Regions from separate parts of the Ovis aries genome. Here region 1 is linked to region 2. The links are chromatin contacts, called in public Hi-C maps. All regions are on one chromosome and are shown on one strand. The core of a region is the stretch at or near the end of the contact, and the rest is flanking DNA. Distances in the headings are between cores, read along the strand shown. Region 1 overlaps TIMP2 (TIMP metallopeptidase inhibitor 2). Region 2 holds the start of TIMP2 (TIMP metallopeptidase inhibitor 2).

Evidence for each region. Hi-C and Micro-C count contacts between places; a contact is called where the count stands out from the background.
Region 1: a Hi-C map of hypothalamus shows a contact between it and region 2, with 2.3 times the contacts expected there. The contact joins the enhancer-like site here to the promoter of TIMP2 in region 2. A contact is called at or near these places in 6 of 16 Hi-C or Micro-C datasets (blood, hypothalamus, skin fibroblasts and 1 more).

What each region holds. Positions count from the first base shown.
Region 1 is chr11:52,844,957-52,848,227 of ARS-UI_Ramb_v3.0, forward strand. All of the region lies in intron 3 of TIMP2 (TIMP metallopeptidase inhibitor 2), which reads left to right. Among named protein-coding and RNA genes, the nearest start is that of USP36, 16 kb to the right of the region's middle. Within about 2 kb of position 1,860, at least 18 of the 54 cell types and tissues checked have an H3K27ac peak or open chromatin away from gene starts, as enhancers often do. A contact at or near this core is called in hypothalamus and tail adipose tissue, where this site is marked.
Region 2 is chr11:52,798,879-52,801,964 of ARS-UI_Ramb_v3.0, forward strand. It overlaps TIMP2 (TIMP metallopeptidase inhibitor 2), which reads left to right and starts at 1,419. Exons shown (of 5, transcript NM_001166186.1): 1 at 1,419-1,548. The coding sequence starts at 1,419. It overlaps CEP295NL (CEP295 N-terminal like), which reads left to right and starts at 1,355. Exons shown (of 5, transcript XM_060395829.1): 1 at 1,355-1,548; 2 at 2,490-3,086.

The DNA of each region.
Region 1 (3,271 bases), core at 610-3,109, 47 kb after region 2:
GAGACCTGAGTTCGATCCCTGAGTTGGGAAGATTCCCCTGGAGAAGGGAAAGGCTACCTGCTCCTGTATTTTGGCCTGGAGAAGTCCAGGGGGTTGCAAAGAGTCAGACACGACTGAGCAACTTTCACTTTCAGCATAACCCTTGGTGGCTCAGTGGTACAGAATCTGTCTTCCAATGCAGTGTTAGATTCCTGGGTCAGGAAGATCCCCTGGAGAAGGGCATGGCAACCCACTCCAGTATTCTTGCCTAGGAAACCCCACGGACAGAGGAGGCTGTTGGGCTACAGTCCATGGGGCTGCAAAAGAGTCTTATACAGCTGAGCAACCACACAACAACAGCCCGGCTCTTGGGTCTATTACACTTGGCTTCCGCCATTACTGGTCCAGGTTTAGAAGTCTCGTTGCCCTGACGCCTAACCCAGCGGTCCTCCGCCTCCACTGCTCCTTGGAATTCCACAGGGAGTTTGCAAAATTCCTGATGCCCAGGCAGCTCCCCAGACCAATTCAAGCACCATCTGTAGGGGTGGCTCCCATCCCCAGAGCATTGGTAAAGCTCCCCAGGGGAGTCCAGTGCACAGCCAGGGCTGAGAACCTACCGTGCTCTGGGTCAAAGGCAGACCTTTTGTTCTAGAGGTGCCAAAGAGCCAGTCTGCACACACTCAGGAGGGCCTAGCCATAGCAGCCGAGGTCAGTCACCCCCCTTGCACAGTGGCCTCTGGGCATGATTTTCATCTTCTGGGGCCCTTCCCAGGCAGTCAGACCTGCCTTTTGCTCAGAGATCCTGAGGAGAGTGACACTGCTCTTTTATTCCACGAGATGGGTGGTCCAGACCGCAGGGCCCTTTGGCTGGATCCCAGGGCAGGATGGGGAGAGGGCTTATGTCCAACAGTCAGGAGCCCTGGCGAGGTCTCTCTGGAGCGTGGGGCTTGGGTCCCATCCTGCCCTGCTTATCACAGGAGTGCGAGGAAACCACGGGGCTGCTAAGAAGGTGGATCCAGGACAGGCGTGGAGGGCGGTGCGATGATTGTTTTCCTGGTAGTTGCTTTTCTTTCTCCTGGGAGATGTGATAGGAACATCCATTGTGCTTAGACCCTTTTCTGAAAGGGAGAGGCTTCATGTCCAAAGGGAACATGGTGAGTCAAACGCAGAAAGCCCCATAATTTCAGTCACTCTCTGATAACATTTCTTTTCACTCACGTGTCAGCTCAGCTGTTCATGTCTGCCATCAAAGGCTATTTAACATGTAATATGTACGTGACCTGTGAAACTGATCCCACACCCCAGCCCCTTCAGCTGTCCCCAGGCTGAATGAGAAAACAATTGCCCGAGTAACGGCCTCATACATTTCAGAAACTTCAGAAAGCATCCAAATTGTAGCTTCACTTCTAAGGAAAACTAAAAATGTCTGAAGATGCACTCAGTTGATAACTGTGTGCCTGTCACCTTAGTGCCAGCATGCTCAGTCGTGTCCTGCTGTTTGCGACCCCGTGGGCTGCAGTCCGCCAGGCTTCTCTGCCTATGGAATTTTCCAGGCAAGAATACTGGAGCGGGTTGCCATTCCTTTCTCCAAGGGATCTCCCGACCCAGGGATCAAATCTGCAACTCCTGTGTCTCCTGTATTAGCAAGGGGATCCTTTACCCCTGTGCCACCTGAGAAGCTATCGTCTTAAGCTACCACACATTTCACATTGGAAGCAAGCAACGTGGGGCACATTTTAGTTTCCTGACTGGCCGTGGAGCGTAAGATTAATAAAAGGCCCTTCCACTGGCTGCTGACTCACCCCATTACAGAGGAACCTCTCTAAGCCGGCTTCGTTCCCTGGCTCGGTGAGGCGGCTCTGGATTCAATCTGGTGTTTACTTTCTGAAGCACAGAATCTAGATCTTGTTTTCCTGGAGTCACAACGGGCTAACCAAGAATCACGGGGCACAGAAAATCACTCAGCCAGCGCTGGCTGCGGCCCCACGAGTGACCACACAGCCTGGGGCAGCCCACCTCCTCCTGGGCTGATGACTCAGCTTCACATGTCGAGTTGGCACCGCGAGACGCTTGTATTCAGGGACTGTTATAGATTCGGCCCTGTCATTTTCTTCTCCAGTCCTCATCTCCGGAAAGAAAAGTAAACATACAGCCCTCAGTTACAAATTTTAATTAATTCCTGTTTTTCTGTGTCCAAGAAAGGCTTTGCTTTTTTCCAAGGCAGACAGATGCTCACGTACCAAATCAAGTCTTAATTATCTCTACTGAAAGGCGTCTCTTCTTAACATTCTGAGATGCTACACCATTTACACATGACATTTAAAGCTCATGGGAACTGGGAACTGGGGCCATTGAAAATACACAATTTTAGACTTCCCTGGTGGTCCGGTGGTCAAGCATCTGCCTGGCAATGCAGAGGACATGGGTTCTATCCCTGGTCCGGGAAGATCCCATATGCTGCAGAGCAGCTAAGCCCGTGTGCCGCAACTACTAAGCCTTCGTGCTGCAACTTTTGAAGCCCGTGCTCTGCAACAGAAGAAAGCACTGCAATGAGAAGCCCATGCCCTCTCTGCAGCTAGAGAGTAGTCCCTGCTCGCTGCAACTAGAGAAAACCCGCACACAGCAACAAAGATCCAGCACAGCCCAAAATAAGGAAATCAAAATTTTTTAAAAAGAAAAAATTTGCATTTCATCTCCATGCCCTGCCTTTGCCCCACTCTCTGTGGAAGCTTGAATTGGTGGTGAAAAGGTTTAAAAAGGAAGACAGCAAAAAAAAAAAAAAAAAGATATTGGAACACATTGTTAGAACAAATAACCATGTCATCATCAGTAAACTTTTACTGAGCCATTATCATGTGCAAGGAACTATGGATAAAAAAAGGATTAAGACACAACCATTACCCTTTGTGCTTGTGACTTGATTCGAGAACACGCTATGCAAGAGAGGCAGAGAACAATGTGATGTGGGAGGCTGATGCCAGTCACATGATTCAGGGGAAGTTGCTACGTAAGTTTGGAGGGAGCGACTGGAATGAGTACTCAGCCTGCCTCTACTGAATGACCAGGCCGGGCAAGGTCCATGCCAGAAGAAACCACGATGTAGGAAAGAGTTACTTGCCATTGTCCATTTAGCCCCCTGTCTATTCTGTACTCTTTAGAAAATGGCTCTGTGTGTGTGTTGGGTTGTCAAGTTGCGTTCAACTCTTTGCAACTCCACAGACGCCGGGCCTCCCTGTCCCTCACCGTCTCCTGGAGTGTGCCCAAGTTCGTGTTTGTTGGATTGGTGATGCCG
Region 2 (3,086 bases), core at 169-2,668:
TCAATTTACTCTGGGGGTGCCCATTTACTGGTTCAAAACCATGCATAAACAGAAGGCAGCCATTTTTAAAATTTCTTTCAGTATTTTCCCGTTTCATATCCCAAGTCAGCATTACATAGTGGAGGGGACAATGATTGTTTGTGTCATTTTCTCAGTTTACAACTCCTGGGCTAGATGGCAAGAATGAGGCCCTACGTGTAACAGTGCCCACCACAGAGGGGGCTCAGAGACAGAGATGGAGGGGGTGTCACATTTTCCACGCCATCCATGCCTCTAAGACCCTCTGCCTTTCCTGGAACACAGAACTGTTTTGGATAAAGTATTTCAGCTTCCACATTTGTGGGCTAAGGAAGGAGAGCCCAGAAAACACCTTCACCAACCCTTTTTTCTTCTGGGCTGGCTCCTCACTCTTGCCGGCTGGTCAAAATGACAGCCGGTTTATATGAAATCCTGTGCTGTTCATAGAACCCACTTCTCCCCGCTCCCCGCCCCCCTCCGCCCACCACCACCCCGCGCCCCCTAACTCTACTGGCCAAGCGCACTTAAAATTCTAAGGCCTCTAATTGAAAAAGGTGTTCTCAGTAAGTTTCAGGAGTCCACCCAGCAGGGTGCAGGGAGAGGGGCGGCAGAGAACGATTCGATCCGTGCTCCAAAGTGGCACATCCTTTCCCTCAATCCCTGGCTAGGATCTCAGGGATCCCAGGGGTGGAAGGGAATCAGGCAGCGTACGGCTCCCGCGCCAAGCTGGAGGGGAAGCGGTGATGGGTGGGTCGCCTGGTGCCCTGGAGAGGTGGACTGCGAGTCCCAAGTGCTGAGTCAGGGTCCACTGGGCGCTGTCTGCCTGCAGTGTCCTCCCCCCACCAACCTCTGGCGATCTGGGAGGCTGCGGGGGTGCGGCTCCGAGCGGTGGGAAGCCAGGTGCGCAGCTGGGGGCCCGGGCCGTGCCAGGCTGGGCACAACAAAAGCCGGACTTGGGGGAGGGCCGGGAGGCGCGGGAGGCGCGCGGGGAGGGAGGCGGCCGAGAGCTCCCGGAGCCGGCATTGGCCGCCCGCCACCGGGGGGCGGAGCCAAACCGCCTCGAAGCGCAATAAAAGGCCGGCTCGGCCCGCACCCGCAGCGCACACAACCATAGAAGGCAGTGGAGCACCCGGGACCAGGTCCGCGGCGCGCGCGCTCGCTCGCTCGCCGCCCCCCAGCCAGCTCTCGCCTCCGCGCCGTCAGCCGCGCCCCGCGCCCCCTTCGCTGCACCCCGCAACCTAGAGCCAAGAAAGTTTGTGCGGCGAGTGAGGGCCGGAGAGGAGAGCGCGCCCGCGGAGTGCCGTCCAGACCAGCGGGGCCCCGGCCGGCGAGAGGGGAGCGCCCCGAGCCCAGGCGGCGGCGGCTAGCCCGAGTCCGCGACCCCCGCCCCTCCGCCCGCCATGGGCGCCGCGGCCCGCAGCCTGCCGCTCGCGTTCTGCCTCCTGCTGCTGGGGACGTTGCTCCCCCGGGCCGACGCCTGCAGCTGCTCCCCGGTGCACCCGCAACAGGCGTTTTGCAATGCAGACATAGGTAAGGACGGCGACCCCGCCCCGGCCGGGCGCCCACCGCCCCCGCGGGGTGCGCGGGACCTCGAGGTTTCGCCAGCGCCCCGCCCGTCCGCATCCTGCAGAGGGACCCAGCGCCCGCCTCCCGGGGGCCTTGGTGCTTTCTAGAATCCTGCAAGTTGACACCAAAATCGTACTTTCTTTTTCCCCATTCCTTCTCTCCCTTTCTTTTCCTCTCTGCCGAGATGCTTCTCAACCTCAAAATTCCACCGAAATTCCGCTGCATTTCCAGCCCCAGAAAGGGAGCCAGGGAGCGGATTGGATTTTGGCAGGCGGAGGGCCCCGGGATGCCAGCGAGGGGGGGCGGGGAGAGTGGGGGCCACAGCGCGGGAGTAGGGGCCCTCTTGACCTCGGTGGGTTGAAGGACGGGGGACCCCAGGAAGAAACTTTCACAGATGAGATGGGACTTGGGCTCCTCTGGGCTTGGAGCTGGGTGGGGAAGAGCTACTCCGCCTGGGCCTCTGCCAGCAGCCCCATGTGGGGTTCACCAGATCCGGCTGGGGCTGGATGGAAGCGTCCCTCCCTTGGGCAGGTTCCCCACGGGCTCAGTGGGGCAATCTGAAAGATGGGCCGAGCCCCAGGGCCAGCTCCTCCCCGGCTCTGCCCAGGAGGCACAGCTCTGCAGGGACAGGCAGGACGGTCCTTGAGTGGGGACCGCTTTTTCTGGACATCCACACAAGCTTTGGTGACTGGAAATGGCAGGTAGGGTTGTCTGGCTGCCTAGACTCCTCAGCACATATCCTTTCCCCTCCAGATTCCTTGTCCCCCAAATACAGGAGCTGGCAAGGAAAAGAGAGCCCAGTTATTCTGAGCCACATAGGGGCAGGAGGCAGAGTGGGGAGAGAGCACCGCAGAATGGGGAGAACCAGCTGACCTTGGAGGTTTCCATCTAGTTCTCACTTGCAGGCCTCCACTGCCCTGGTTTTCCTGGGACAGGTTTCACCAAGACGACAGATGTACAGCAGGTGGGTCTCTGTGGCTCCCTCTCACTTCCGCACAGGTTTATTTTCTGCTTCTAAGTCTCAGCCAGCCCCGCAGCCTGTTGCCAGGGGTAGGGAGGCTGGGCTGCCCTCACCTATGCAGGCTCAAAGCTGGGATCTCTGGGTTTCTCCCGTTCTGAACCATACCGTTCTGATCTCCCCACGACTTCTGGCCACAGCCCAATTGGCCCTTGGAGCTGCCACCACCGCCAGCTCCAGGAAGTCTTCAGGTGATCCTACCTGTGTGAGTCACATAGCTCAGGCCAACCTGCACTTGGGACCCAGCGTGCGCTCCCAGAGTGGCTCCCTACAGCACCCCGACCGCGGGAAGCTCTCCAACTTGGCTTCGCTGCTCAGGAAGATTGGCATGGGGAGGAGAGGCTCGTCCCAGTGTGGGAGCCAGGATCGGCCCTCCAAGGGGTGTCCCCTGGGAGTCCAGACCTGTCCAGGCCCCTTGCAGAAAGAGAAGCTGTGTTTCTGGGGCAGGATCAGGCCCAGGGCCGGAAAGAATCCATGAATTAGA